Regions from separate parts of the Gossypium arboreum genome. Here regions 1 and 3 are each linked to region 2. A link is a contact called in public Hi-C data. All regions are on one chromosome and are shown on one strand. Each heading gives the region's core, a stretch centred on a gene start, on an enhancer-like site or on the middle of the called end of the contact. The rest is flanking DNA. Distances are from core to core; before and after follow the strand shown. Region 1 holds the start of LOC108482766 (carotenoid cleavage dioxygenase 7, chloroplastic). Region 2 holds the start of LOC108452626 (cyclin-U2-1-like). Region 3 holds the start of LOC108478501 (spindle and kinetochore-associated protein 1 homolog).

The links. A called contact is a pair of places that touch in the nucleus more often than the background predicts.
Region 1: a contact with region 2 is called in a Hi-C map of leaf, with 2.4 times the contacts expected there. The contact joins the promoter of LOC108482766 here to the promoter of LOC108452626 in region 2. A contact is called at or near these places in 2 of 5 Hi-C or Micro-C datasets (both in leaf).
Region 3: a Hi-C map of leaf shows a contact between it and region 2, with 3 times the contacts expected there. The contact joins the promoter of LOC108478501 here to the promoter of LOC108452626 in region 2. A contact is called at or near these places in 2 of 5 Hi-C or Micro-C datasets (both in leaf).

What each region holds. Positions count from the first base shown.
Region 1 is chr12:86,368,915-86,371,689 of ASM2569848v2, reverse strand. LOC108482766 (carotenoid cleavage dioxygenase 7, chloroplastic) reads left to right here and starts at 1,344. Exons shown (of 6, transcript XM_017785878.2): 1 at 1,344-2,120; 2 at 2,767-2,775. The coding sequence starts at 1,364.
Region 2 is chr12:86,083,725-86,086,474 of ASM2569848v2, reverse strand. LOC108452626 (cyclin-U2-1-like) reads left to right here and starts at 1,291. Exons shown (of 2, transcript XM_017750427.2): 1 at 1,291-1,883; 2 at 2,579-2,750. The coding sequence starts at 1,342.
Region 3 is chr12:85,660,937-85,663,944 of ASM2569848v2, reverse strand. It overlaps LOC108478501 (spindle and kinetochore-associated protein 1 homolog), which reads left to right and starts at 1,755. Exons shown (of 9, transcript XM_017780960.2): 1 at 1,755-2,068; 2 at 2,182-2,306; 3 at 2,456-2,568. The coding sequence starts at 1,972.

The sequences.
Region 1 (2,775 bases), core at 95-2,594, 290 kb before region 2:
CCTCTGCCTCACATTCGACCAGTCACTAAGTGATTGGCCTCCTGAATACTCCATGTAGTTCATAGGAAGATCACCTGTCCTTGGCCACCCACTATTAGCAGGTGTACTCTCCTTAAGGGGGGATCACCTAGGAACCATTGAGGTCTAATAATCTCTTTACTATCTCAACAAAAGAAATATTAGAGTCGTAAACGGTAGTCTTGCCACTTGGCTGGCCACATATTTATCATATCCAAAGTTTATTGGTGATAGAACTTTGTCCGATTCCCCTATAAATGCCCCAAGGCACGACGAGGGGACTCCTCCCTCGTTTTCAGCAATCCTAGCAACATACCAAGCCGTCAATCTCCTCCTCTCTTGTCTTTATCATATTTCAGCTCTTCTCCTGATTCAGGTGAATCGGCCTCCTTTCCTCCACCGCCATCTCCCCTTTGTTTCTTCCCTTACTAATTCCCGATATCAACAAACATAGAGGGAGTAAATTACCCAATTTTTCAATAAAAAGAGTAAAATATAACACGACTCCTATTATAGTCTCCATTGTACTTAAACAGAACACCTTTAATGGTTTTGTTGAATTTCCCCCAACAGTTTTAATGGTTTTGTTGAATTTCCCCCAACAGTTTTGTGAATATTACAGTAATTAAGCAGTAAATATATACAATTTATTTTGCTTTTGGGACATAGTAAATATCTATTACAGTAATGCCATAATCGAGGTCTTTTTTGGTTACTTTGTTTTATGTGCTCTTGCCTTCACATTAGAAAACAAACTGAAAATAAAAACAAAACAAAACACATATTTTGTCTGCCATTTCCATGGTGCAACATTCTTGTCTTCCATGATAGTCCAACGCATTATCACACCAGCAACCACCATACCACTGGCAAATCTGTAATTACCAGAAAATTCCATGGAAATTAGAATAGGTCAAGTGGCCAACATTCGTGTATATATATTAATTCCAATATCATGTCACATATATACATATTACTATTAGATTTTAATTTATTAAATTGAATTAATAATGTTTATAAAATTTTAAAAGATTTTTTATTCTCATGTATATATGAATTAATAATGTTTATAAAATTATATTTGACCCTCAAAGAATAAGAAAAAATATTTTAATCCTTTAAAAATTATAAAGATATAAACTATTAAAATGATAAAATTTCACTTTATTACTATAAAATTATAAATTTTATTCCGTACTCCTAAAAATATTTTTGGCTCCGCGACTATCCCATGACTTTTTTATTCTATGCAAAAATTATTGCCACACCTTCCCATAAGCTACGTAGTATATATAAGTACTCAATCATCATTCACACACACACACACACACAAAAAAAAAAAAAAATGCAAGCAAAAATATTCCATATTGTTCCTACAATGTTTCATTCGCCTTTAAAGCTCCCTTCTTACCTACATCAACCATCATTACCAAGAAAACTACCACAAGCCACATCTATTTCCAGCCCTGTTGATGATAATCACCATGTTCCTGGTCCTTTAACAATACCAGACAAAGATGAATCCATGGCTGCTTTTTGGGACTATCAGTTTCTATTCATCTCGCAACGGTCGGAAACGTCTGAGCCGATCACACTCCGTGTCGTTGAAGGTACGATCCCCCCTGATTTCCCTTCCGGTACGTATTACTTAACCGGTCCGGGGTTATTCGTCGATGATCACGGCTCGACCGTGCACCCTCTAGATGGTCACGGTTACCTTCGAGCGTTTAGCATCGATGGTGTTCCCAAAGAAGTTAAATTCACGGCTAAGTACATAAAGACCGAAGCTCAAGTTGAAGAACGCGATCCGGTGACCGGCTCGTGGCGGTTTACGCACCGCGGTCCATTTTCGGTCTTAAAAGGGGGTAAAAAACTTGGTAACGTTAAGGTGATGAAAAATGTAGCTAATACTAGTGTGTTGAAGTGGGGTGGAAAGCTTTTGTGTTTATGGGAAGGTGGTGATCCTTACCAGATCGAATCGGAGACGTTGGATACCGTTGGCAGTTTTAATGTGATAAATGAATCCCCGCCATCCGCCGAGAAACGGGGGCCCGGTGATTTATTCGACGTAGCCGCCCGGTTGTTGAAGCCGGTGTTACATGGTAAGTATGTATGTCCTTAGCATTGAATATGACAATTTTCATACACCTTATTGAAGGCTAAATTCTGCAATAAGTCTCTATACTTTGCAGAAGTTTGTGGATTTAGTCCCTATACTTCAATTTGATCAATTTAAGTCCATGTACTTTTAGAAATTTGAAATTTTAGTCCTGACTTAAACAATAATGATTAAATTTCATTTAGTTAAATTCAATTACCAGTCATCATTTACTAGAATATTTAGCCCATATTCTTCAATTAGATTATTCTATGCCCCTATATTTTTTTATTTTGAAATTTTAGTCTTGATGCAAATGATCGTCATTAATCCATTAACTAGATTTTTATTTAGTAATATGTGAAAATAATAAGCTAGCATGGCATTACACATATGATGATATGTTTATTGTATTAAATTTTAGAAATAGTTGAACTTAATGAAATCAATAGTTATCGTTTAATAAGGATGACTAAATTGAAATATATGAATTAAGTCCACAACTTTTGTAAAGTATAGGAACTAATAGCAAAATTTAATCCCTTATTAAATATTCCAACCTTGAAGCTACCATAGGTAATAAACATATTTATATATATATATAGTTCAACTGAATGTTGTCTTTTTTCTTGTAATAATATGCTCCATAGGTGTATTCA
Region 2 (2,750 bases), core at 42-2,541:
TTATGTTAATAAGGGTAAATAAAGTAAAGGTTATTAAAGTAACTGATTGATATTGAATAATAGCAATAATGTGTTTGAATTACCATGTTTTAAAGTTGATTAAGCTATTGTTTATAGAAATACCATCGAGAGTATTCTCACAGACGGTTTGTTTCGTCATGCGCAGCTAGGTACAAAAGTATAAGGACTCAAGATACAAGCCGATCCCCAAACTCAAATTGGTGAAGTTTCTATCTTTTGGAAAATGGCATTGTACCTAGGATGTCTTTTGGTCATTTTGAAAGTATCTAAGTTGTTAAGTGATATTTTGGTATGTTTTGTAAATGTTACCAAAACCTTAAGTATGGTATGTTTTGATATGTTAGTGAAGAGTAATAAGAGGAAGTGTTGGTAAATATTGTAGAGAGAAGAAATGAAGATGTTATAAACTTAGTTATCAACATTTTATACTAAAACAGATTTGGACAGTAGCGGTAGTCCAACTTTGAAAATATACCAAAAATAGTATAAAGTGAATTAGATAATGAATAAAATTTTTAATTGAAGCTTAATGAATCTATTTTTATATGGAAGAAATAAAATAGGTAAAAGAGTTGTATTTTATGAGATATTTACGTTTTGGTGAAACAGGGTTAGAATAATTTCTGGATTCCCTATTCTGACTTTAGAAATTCACCATAAATTGTGTATTAAGAATTAGGACTCAAACTTTATTTTTATGGATTCCTTATTGAGTCTATTTTTAATTGAAACAAATGGCATAGTCATTGGATTTCTGTATAGGAAGAAATTTGATTCGTAAGTGCACAAGGGTCAGAGTAGCCAAACCCTGAAACAGGGGAGACTTTTTCTAATAAACTGTACTAATTGGCCTGACCAAAAATTCTAGAAAACAATTAGTAAGTAGATATATGAGTCTAGTTTCAGGGAAAATTTACAGAATTAGATTTCGAGTTTCGTAACTCGAGATATGATTTTTTTAGCGACCGTGACGCAGATAAATAGTTTACTACGAAAACTGTTTAAGTGCCAAGATAAGTTTTGTAATGTCTCCTGCTCGACTCCGGCGACGGTCTCGGGTAGGGGGATGTTACAAGAAAAACCAACCAAACTAAAATAGATTAAATTGGTTAGATTGATTTAGTCGATTTTAACCTAAAATTGCTCCCTTCTACATATAACATCAATTTTAATAACCCAATAACTTAAATAAGAATTTTTGAATAATTCAATTACTATTTTGAAAATTTTAAAACTAAGTGAAATATAATGTTGGTATAATTTACCCAAAACAAAGTAATTCTCATTATTTTTGGCCGGCTTCCACCACCAACCTCCCAAATGGGGGCCCTCAAGAAAACCAATACCCTTTCTCAGCTAAGTTCATTCTATAAAATTCTCATTAAAACCTCACATTTCTTTTCAATCCTCTCTTCTGTAAAACCCAAAATGGCTACTTCATCATCGTCATCCTCATCTTCTATTGCAATTTCCCCAAGAAAGCTTCGATCCGATCTCTATTCTTATTCCTATAAGAACGATGGGAATAACCCATTGGTGATCACTGTTCTTGCTTCTCTTATTGAGAGAACAATGGTTAGGAACGAAAGGATTGATGCCAAGAACCGTGGACGACAGACATTGAGACAAAGAGATTTTAGGAGCAAAGTTTTCGATTGCCATGAAGCACCGGACATGACGGTTCAATGCTACCTAGAGAGAATTTTCCGATATACCAAGGCTGGACCGTCGGTTTATGTTGTGGCATATGTATATATCGATCGGTTTTGTGAGGCAAATCCTGGGTTTCGGATTACTGCTCGGAATGTGCATAGGCTTCTCATTACGACCATGATGGTGGCTTCTAAGTATGTTGAAGACATGTGAGTATTGCTTCCCTCACTCTCTTTACTGATGCGGTTAAAATATGGATCAACTCCATGTAGTTTTTTATATTTTAACTTTAGTACCTACACTTTCATTTCTAGGAATTTAGCCTCTACTTTTTTTTTTTTTAAATTTCAAAATTCATTTCTAGTTGTTAACCATCTAACACCGTTCAAATTCTTTTATTAAGTTCACTAGTGTGATATATTGAAATAAAAATAATACTCAATTAATAGTCATATAAAAAAAAAGAAAAATTGTAACAAATCAGAATTTAACAATTGCATTTTATATCTGTAAAGTAGAAGGGGTAGTGGACTAAAATGCAAATGTATAAAAAATATAGAGAAAAGTCCCTCTACTTAACAAATGAAAATTGAAATATTAGTCTAATTAATTAACACAGGTTGTTAAATCATTGACCTAAAAAGTTAGTAATTCGACAATTTATCTAAAAGTGATTAGCAAAAATCAACAGATCAACAAACCATATATAACAACAATTAAACTAGCTTCTCAATTTTTGAAAAATACAAATACCAAATTTTGATAAATTAAAGTAGAGAGGTTAATTGCTTAATTTTTATAAAGTAGTAAGATGAAAATTTCAATAAAACCAAGTTTAATGGCCTTAGTTGAACATTTTTTTGAGGAAGAATATAATGGGGTTGAGTGTTTTTTTGTTGAGCAGGAATTATAGGAATTCATACTTTGCACGAGTGGGTGGATTGACAACAAAAGAATTAAACAAATTGGAGGTTGAATTATTGTTTTTGATGGGTTTCAAGTTGCATGTAAATGTGAGTGTGTTTGAGAGTTATTGTAGTCACTTGGAGAGGGAAGTGAGCATTGGAGGAGGATAC
Region 3 (3,008 bases), core at 506-3,005, 420 kb after region 2:
ATTAACCATTTAGTCCCTTCAAAATTTATGAAATCCCAAGTTAATATAAAGATAAAATTGTATTTTGTCTTCAAAAAATTCATTGTTCATTTTTGTTCTCCCCAAATTTTCTTTTCTAACTCTGGTCTGGAACCATAAAACGAGAAGGATCTTCTCCTCTAGCTTTCTCTCTAATCCTCTCTAAAACCTTCATATTCCGGTCAGCCTAATTTTTCTACGGCTCACCCTCACCGCGACGAGATCCTCCTTGTATCAACAATAGTAAAAGATGAATTAAATGCATGGAATGGATTGTAAATGAAAGAGAGATATATATGTATAGTAGATGCATGTAATGTCTAAAGATTATGTGATGGTGGTTGTCGAGAGTTTTCTTCTTTAAATGAGGTCGGCGGCTGTTCATCATCAGTTATTACATAGATCAGTTTTCTACAGTTGAAAGTTTGAAGTCTTGTGTTGCAACAGTTGCACATGGTACCAACTGAAATAACCGGATAATATGTAAGTAGAAAATATTGACTACATATATCAGTGGACCCAAAACTGGTCGTAGTTGATTGAAACCATTATAAATGCACCTACCATTTTGAATGTATTGCTGCAATTTATTCATCACGTGTCGATCCACTTCACTTTGAAATTTATCTATGTATTGGCTTTCATAAGTACTAATCTGTAAATCATGGAAAATTATCGTCCTCATGATATTAATTTATTTTGCTAATTAAACCACAGATTTCCGGCATTTAAAATGCTAATAAAGTTGCATCAACTTGGCTGGGTTGAGTTTTTATCTTGGGGCAAGGGACTTATATTGAAGCTTGGGCATCTTGTCTCCTAAAAGTAGATACAAACATTCTATACAAATGAATATGGAAACTATTTGGAATCAACTCAAGTAAATAATAAAAACATTGAATGAATCGTTTGTTTTATTGTATTTCTTCACAATAAATTATTTTGAAGAGTAATTTCCTTAAATTCTAAATCCCTCTTAAAAGTTATAATTAATTGAATTTTTCTAGTAATGAAAAGTGTGGATCAAATGTAGCATATTGATTGGGTATTCACTTTTCGAGGAGTAGTTTGAGTTCAAATCATAACGGATTAAATTGTAATAATATGTGTACCTATTGCATTGATAACTCAATTTCTCACTCTAATTTTTTTTTATTTTGTAGTTGGATTCAAATTATTCATATAGTTGGTATAAACATGTTTTGAATATAATGCACGCCAAACCCAAATCGACATTTAACGCCTAAATTGAATATCAACCTAATCTAAGAATTTGATTGATACAATATTAATACTTTTAAAACTCAAATAAAACATTTTGAAGTTCGGAGATCAATTTAACATATGTACAATAGCTTTGTGACGTTTAGTGAAATTAACCCTTGAAAGTATAAAGGGATAAGACAATATTTAGTTATTGAATTTGACAATTTTTTTCAAATTTTGGTCCATGATGTGACACTCTAAGATTTGTGCCATGTCATCAACTAATTTTTTAAATTAAAAATATAGCTTTTTAGGTGATGACATGATACAATATTAATGCCATGTCATCACATGGATTAAAATTGAAAATAAATTACCAAGTTCAAGGACTAATGTAGAGCAAAATAATTCAAGGATTAAGTTAAAAAAGTTACCAAATTCAAGGACTAACTGTTACTTTTATCCCAAATATAAACAAATTTGCCTGAGTAATAGGCTAATAATATCCATATAGTTTGGGCTAATAATATCCCAAATGTTACTATTGGGTCTCTGGCGGATTTCAAATTGTCCAATTGTTAGAAAATAATTGTTGTTTCAATTCCCCGGATCACCTTCGTCATCACTGGTTCTAATTTCAAACTCTAATCCCCTTTCTGTTTCCCACCAAAACTCTCAAATCCCTAAAATCAATTGATTACCCATTCGAAACCAATCGGTCCCACTCGTAAAGAGGAGAGAACAGAGATGGATCTTAAACAAGCCGGTTCATCACTCGATTCTCTGATATCTTCATTCAACACTCGAATCGCTGAGCTACAAGAACTCGTCATTGCAAGGAACAGTGAGTTAACTCGGAATTCAGCTCTCTTTCCCCCTTCCTTTTTCTTCTTTTCGGAATCCATGTTAAATTTTGCTTTAGAGCTTGTAAGATTAATGCTCTTCCTTTGTTCACAGTGTACCCGGCGAGTAGTGTGACGGATTTGTCGGCAATTGATGCGGCATTGAAGGGCATGGAGCTTCAAGTGAAGGCGATCAAGGACCGCTTGCACGAGGAAACCAAGGCCATTCCAAAAGCCAAAGTACGTTCCTTCTAAAATCTTCAGTTCTTTCCTCATTTAGAGGCTTGAACTTTTAAAATTAAGGTTCGGAATAAGGTCTTTTTAGTATAGTTAATTTGAATATTATTGGAAATTTTTTGGCTGAGCTGAGATCGTTGTGATGATTTCAGAAACTGATTGCCAAATCGCTGCGGCAGCAGAAGAAATTGCAGAGTATGTCTGTTTATGCACCCTCATATTTGCCTGAAAGAACTGCAACCTTGAATTTGGACTCTGATAGAGGGTAATTAAATTGCGAGATTTCTTTTTCTCATTATGTATAGGTTAGATTCTGCCATTAGTCCCTATGTGTAAGTTGTGATTTAGTCTCTATATTTTAGTTTTGTCAAAATTTAGTCCCTTTACTTTTTGAATTGTCTAATTTTAATCTCCGGACTTTTTGAATTTTGAAATATTAGACTTTACCCAACCGGTAGCAGTTAAACCCTATTGGTTAAATTCTGTTATTAATATTGTACTATGCCTAAAGTTATAGGTTTAGTCTATGTTCTCTGATTTGATCATTCATATTTTCTATACTTTTTAAAATTTCAATCTGGCTTTTTTCTCAATGGAAATAACAAACTGTCATGACACATATGATGATATGTTTGTTGCATCAAATTTTGAAATAACAAAACTTAAACAGCTACCATTTGGTAATGACTGCAGTTTTAAAAATTG